Regions from separate parts of the Mus musculus genome. Here region 2 is linked to region 1. The links are chromatin contacts, called in public HiChIP or PLAC-seq maps. All regions are on one chromosome and are shown on one strand. The core of a region is the stretch at or near the end of the contact, and the rest is flanking DNA. Distances in the headings are between cores, read along the strand shown.

Evidence for each region. HiChIP or PLAC-seq counts read pairs in DNA pulled down with a chosen protein or histone mark.
Region 2: an H3K4me3 HiChIP or PLAC-seq map of stem cell-derived neural progenitor cells shows a contact between it and region 1, with 34 read pairs. The contact joins the enhancer-like site here to the promoter of 6430571L13Rik in region 1. A contact is called at or near these places in 9 of 39 promoter capture datasets (cranial neural crest, embryonic stem cells, frontonasal cranial neural crest and 4 more), 9 of 484 Hi-C or Micro-C datasets (bone marrow-derived macrophages, cerebral cortex, cortical neurons and 4 more), 16 of 115 datasets of contacts at active chromatin or transcription factors (T-cell acute lymphoblastic leukemia, bone marrow-derived macrophages, craniofacial prominence and 10 more) and 3 of 9 other capture datasets (adipose tissue, liver and pancreatic islet).

Annotation. Positions count from the first base shown.
Region 1 is chr9:107,339,114-107,342,021 of GRCm38.p6, reverse strand. It overlaps 6430571L13Rik (RIKEN cDNA 6430571L13 gene), which reads right to left and starts at 1,382. Exons shown (of 6, transcript NM_175486.3): 1 at 1,234-1,382; 2 at 605-711. It also overlaps a transcript of Hemk1 not described here.
Region 2 is chr9:107,492,660-107,495,567 of GRCm38.p6, reverse strand. All of the region lies in intron 3 of Cacna2d2 (calcium channel, voltage-dependent, alpha 2/delta subunit 2), which reads right to left. Among named protein-coding and RNA genes, the nearest start is that of Gm34037, 3.3 kb to the right of the region's middle. Within about 2 kb of position 1,522, at least 2 of the 459 cell types and tissues checked have an H3K27ac peak or open chromatin away from gene starts, as enhancers often do.

The DNA of each region.
Region 1 (2,908 bases), core at 133-2,632:
TGTACGATGACTATAGTGATTATAATTGGAAGATGGGAGAAGATGCAGGAGGCCTGGAAAAAGTCCACCAATTATCTCTGTAATTGCTACTTCTCCTACTCCTACCTCCTCACTCTCTGCACCCCACATCCCTCCTTCTGCTTGGGAAACACTTGCCCAAGACTCAGACACACCTGATATAACCTCAGGCAAGTCACCCCTCTTCTCTGTGTCTAGTTTTTCTCAAAGTGGGAAATATTACGAACAACCCCATGGTGTTGTAGGGTTAATGGTATATCAGAATGAACCAGTCCCCAGTGGGGTGTGGAGGGAAGAACTTAGATGAGCACAGAAGGCATCCAATAAATGTTCCAAATCCCCATCACTACCACCAACAACCCAGGAGGAGTTAGACACAGCAGTCCCTGGTCCTAGTCAGCTGTGAGACCCATGCTATGGTTGGGACTAGGATGGGGCTGGTGTAGAGACACCAAGAGGCAGGAAGGGTAGACCGAGCTAGATCTTCTGGCAAGGAAGTTGGCAGGGGTGATCCTTGGGCTACCTCCTTTACTCGTAGATGTAAGGCACGGAGTTACATCTTCAGAGGCACTGATGAAATACTCACTTTGAAACACCTATTTCCCTCCGGAGGATGGAAGATCACCCAGCCTCTGTGGGTCTTGGGTAAAGCAGAGTGGGAATGAGTCCTAGCAGTGCTGCAGAGGGGCAGACCTAGAAAGAGAAAGAATTTCTAGCCTATGGCTACATATATGTTTCTCTGTGCGTCTCATAGGTGTACATGGGATGCCTCCTCTTGCAGGTGTGCACATACGTATGAGCGGTGTGCACATATCGTTCATGGTCCCTTAGGAAGGAGCAAAGCTGGCAGAGGGTCATGCATGGAGTAGACGCATTCCTTTCTGTCCTCTCCAGCTTGGCTCAGCAAGAAGTCTCAGGTTCTCTTCTGGGCTCTGTCACTGATCCCAGCCATGACCTTGGACCAGACCCTTAACTTGCTCTGAGTCTGTTTATTACTGGCAAAAAAAGGAGAGAAGCCACCCTGCCGAGTATTTTATTGGCTTGTCTCGGGGGTCCAAAGGGGAAGGGAAGAACACCGGGGTAAAAGTGGTGTGCACCGCGACCTCCAAGAAGCTATCGAGTCTCTTAGTCCTCCCTATCTCAATCCCCACGCCCGCCTCCACGACCCTGTGGTTTCTCCATTCTTGCTCAGAAGCAGCCGATCTCAGCACTTACTTAATCCTCTCCGGTGCGCCGAGCTCAGTCTGAGAAGCTAAGGTTGGTAGTGACCCGCAGGAGGCGTGGGCGGGGGAACACCCAGGCCCGGGCGTTGGGGGCGACAGGTCCCGACTCAAGGTCCGCCTTGCGTGCGCGCAGGATCAGCTAGTATTAGCCTGCGCTGGCTGACAACCTGAGCTGGGGTGGGCTGGGTCCGGACCACGGAGGGGGTGGGGCTGGGATGAGCAGCCTCGGGGGATCCCCAGGAGCCGGAGTGCCTTGCCTCCTGCCCCCCCCAGCGCCTCCGGACCCTGATTGGCTGCTTCGCCTAAAGCTCGATCAGCATTGGCTCACTCGCCTGTCGCTCAGATATAGCTCTGCTCCCAGCGGGAGCTTGGACCTGAAACCGGACAGCTAAAAGAGATTCTCTCTGAGAATACCTCTGACCCTGATGGCCTGCCGGAAGTTAGGCAGAGGACCGTAGGTAGCCAGGTCCTTTCTGGGTCAGAATTCTGACTCCTGGACACCTCCACCCGCACTGGGGCAGACTTGTAAGCCGCAAAAATCATAGGTACAGAGATTTGGTGAGAGCACCACCAGACCTGGAATATTTGAAACCTAAAATGAATTCAGTTTGATCTTCTATTGAATTTATGACCTTGAACAGCAAACTGCTTCTCTTCTTTTGTCTCAGTTTCCTGCCTATATAGGAACTCTGGTGTTTTGGAACAAGGGCGGTTTTTGGTAAGTGACTCCTGGAGACTTCAGTCCAGAGATGTTGAGATGGAATTATCTGTGTGATAGCCCACCTATTCCTCTCATAATAGTTTTCATCCACAGCAAAATTCATCTCAGGACAGAAGTACCGATTTCCTATACCCAAGAGCTGTATCCCCAACCATTTAAAACTACCCTCACCCCATCCCCTAAACAGACTGTGTGTAACCCAGGATGGCCCGATACTTATTATGTTGCCCAGGTTAGTCTTGAACCAAGGCAATCCTCCACCTCCTGGGTGCTTGGGTTTTAATTTTTAATTAATTAGTTTCATGTGTGAGGATGTTTTGTCTGCACACGTATCTGTACACTACATATGTGTCTGGTGTTCAAGGAAGCCAGAAGAGGGCATTGGATCCTCTGGTACTGGAGTTACAGACTGCTGTTAGCCTCCTTGTAGGTGCTCAAAATTGAACCTGGGTCCTTTGGAAAAGCAGCCAGTGCTCTTAACCACTGAGGCATTTCTCCAGACCCCCTTGTACTGGGACTTATAGGTGTGCACCAGTACACCCAACTCCCAGCCCCTCTCCCTTTTTACTCAAGTATTTTATTTTTTACTTTTTTGAAGCAGGATTTCATGTAGCCCAGTCTGGCCTTAAAAGATGAGTTTCTGGTTTCCCTGCCTCCACCTGCTGAAAACTAGGATTTATAAGTATTACCAAACCCCATTTGTGGGCATCAAACCCAGAGTTGTGTGACTGTTAGGTGAGCACATCAATTGAGCTACCCCGTGAACTATTTATTTTTGAATATTTTATGTTATTTCTTAAAATTATAAGTATGTATGTTTGGATGGGTATGTGTACATGGGTGCTTGGAATTGAAACCCAGTTCTCTGCAAGAGCAGTATGTGTTCCTAACCGCTGAGCCATCTCTTCAAGGTCCCGTCCCACCTTTTAAATTTTGAGACAGATTT
Region 2 (2,908 bases), core at 273-2,772, 150 kb before region 1:
GCCTGCCTTCCACATTGTCATCGCTCCAATGACTATCATCCACTACCCTACTCAGGTGGGGTCCTGCCCCACAATTCCAGTCTTTCTGAATCCATTTCACACTCAGGACCTGGACCCTTATCTCAGAGAGTAGATCTGAATATCACTAGCCCCCAAAGCTCTTCATCTGAAAGAATTTTCCTTTTGGCTTAAACCCCTAGGATAGATGAGACCTCCCAATTCATAATCCTGCAGTACCCTTCTGTGAAGGGATTTGTGGCATTTTAAGTGGGCACCGCACTACACCAGCTGTGAAGCTCTATACTTGGGCTGCAAGATCCACCAAGTCCAGGGAGGTAGCCCCTGGAGGTACCGCTCAAAGCAGGAGCCTCGAGTCACCAGGGCATCTCCCCTCCTCTTATCTAGTGGGCCCTTATTTCCCCTGGGACCTGAGACGTACCTCAGAGTGGGACTTGAGGCTACTTGGGGGCTCTGTAGAGGCCATTGCTTTTCATAACTGTTGGGTCTAAGGCAATGTGGGAACCAGACTAAGGCCTCTTAGTATAGAAAAGATGGAGAACAAACTGGGCTGAAGCCCCAAACTGAACCATGGCTCTAAGGAATCTGCTCCCTTATTCTTCTACTGATTTTCTGCTTTTACCCCCAGCCATTTTGTGTGTGTGTGTGTGTGTGTGTGTGTGTGTGTGTGTGTGTGTGTGTGTGTGTGCGCGCGCGCGCGAGTGCACACTTATGCACTTGCCCTTTCACGCTCTCAGCACACGGCTTTGACCCTAGGATTCATGGGTCCCAAGAACACGAGGATCCTCAGGCTTCAAAACCTAGCAGACAAGGTAAGGGAGCACCCCGGAGGGAGGGTTCAGTCCTTGGTCTCCTTAAGCTCACAGAGTCCCCTGGGCTCAAAGGCCTGGGTCAGCCCGCTGACTCGTGAATAACGGAGTTGCAATAGCCACAGCAGAAGGATTACTTTTAATCCTCGGTAACGATCAAGCCATTATTATTTTTTCGGTGTTACAGATCAATCAGCCCGTCCCCGGGCGCTGGACGTGTGGAAACTGCTAAACAGCCAGGTCTAGTGGTGTGGGAAGGAAGGGCCAGGTGGTGGGACAGGGTGAATTGGGCAGGCCCCTGGGGCTCAAGGTCCCAACAGGCCTGAGAGCGAGGGGGCGTGGGGTAGAGGGACCACCCCTGAAGGCCTGGCCTGCATTCAGCATGGCTTCCTCAAGCAGGGGCTGCACCAGTCTGGCCCTCCAGGTCTTGCTGTGAACTGCGGGTAGTAACAGATCCACACGGAGGGTGAGCAGTCTCTAGGCAGCCCCATTTCTCTAACTTAGCAGCCCTCACAGGTACCCTGTCCAATGGGGTTCTTCTTGCAGGCTCTGGTCCACTTGAGGGCTTTCCCCTCTTAACTGCTCCTCTGCCTGATTAGCCACCTTTTCTGGAAGTTTCCTTTAGCCCTTGCCCAGCCTGTAGGCTTCCTGTTGTGTCTACCTGGTAGGGCACATCATTGTGTGTATGTGGGGGCTTTCAGCTTAGCACTCTCTGCCTTGGTCCTCAGTCTTTACAAAGCACATAACCGTCAGGCCTGCTTTGGGGTAGCCAAGGGTCCTCCTCCTCCCCCAAGACTTACCTTCCTCCCACCTCTCTAGTGCCCCTGGGATGGGCCAGGGGCAGGCAGGCTACTTAACTCTGGGTCAAGCTAGAGCCTCAGTTTGTCCCTGTCCCCAGGGTGTCTGCTGTGTATGGGAGATACACTCTGTTCTTAGCCTGGGCTGTGAGTGACAGTGCCCTGGGAGTGACTCCCTGTCTAGACTCTGGGCTATGCTCTTGAATCCTCCTGTTACCAGGGCCCTGCTATCCCCCCTCCATGCACTTCTGACTAGATTCCTGTAGCCTGACTCACCCACTCCCCGTGACAAATCCCTACTCCTTCTGGGCACCAGAAAATGTTCCCTTATGACACCCAGGGAACCTTCCTTGTGCCTGTCATCTTGATCTCTGAGCTCAGTGAGGGACAGTGCCTGGTTGCTATTAAATTTAGGGTAACTTGGATCCTAGCATATAATGAGTAGATAGCAAACATATGTTAAATCAAGGCCAGAGATATCTGAACCCATATAGAGGTCTGGGCTTGAGCTTTGCCCCAGCCAGTCAGGGCTGTGATCCCAGGCCTGTGGTTTGGCCTCTGGGGACCTCTTTTCCTCACCACACCCTGCAGGGTAAGGGGTCCCTAGGGCCATGCTGCTACTGTGAAGCTGCTGATGGTGTCTTGCCTGGCCTGTGGTGTCCCCACCATGGTCAGCAATGGAGGGAACCGCAGTGGGATTCTGAGGAGGGCTGTTCACAGCCAAGTCCATCACGATAACAGCAGGCATTTCAGAGGCAATTATCAGAGAGTTTCACTTAACAATCAATTTCCCTGAGCTCTGGGAGCTATTCTTGCAAGAAAAGGCAAGAAAGAAGGGGACAGGCTGTGCGCTGGGCTGGGGACAATACTCTCCTGGGGAGCAGTGGGCCACCGGTACCTTCAAATTTCAGTAAGTTAAACGTCTTTAGCTTAGGGGGACTGAGACAGACGATGGTGTGAGATAAGGGACCCAGGCCATGGACAACACCTGGAGGGTTGGAGTCCCTACATCCTGGGCTGGACTGGGCTTGGGAATAGTAAGGAGGAAGAGCCCTCAGGTGGCTCACCCTCTAAAAACCCTGCCCACAGCACCCCGCTTCTTGCCTTTTCTATCCTCTCTCATCCGGGAGCCCCTCAAATCAGAACTGGTGGCAGAAGGCTCTGGAAGCAACTGCCCATCAAACAGGACTTGTTCAATTGCATAGCCAGGAGGGAAAGGTTTTAGAGAGTTTTGGGTTTTAATTAGTTACTGCTACTGCTGCTTCCAAGAGGATCTGAGAGGCT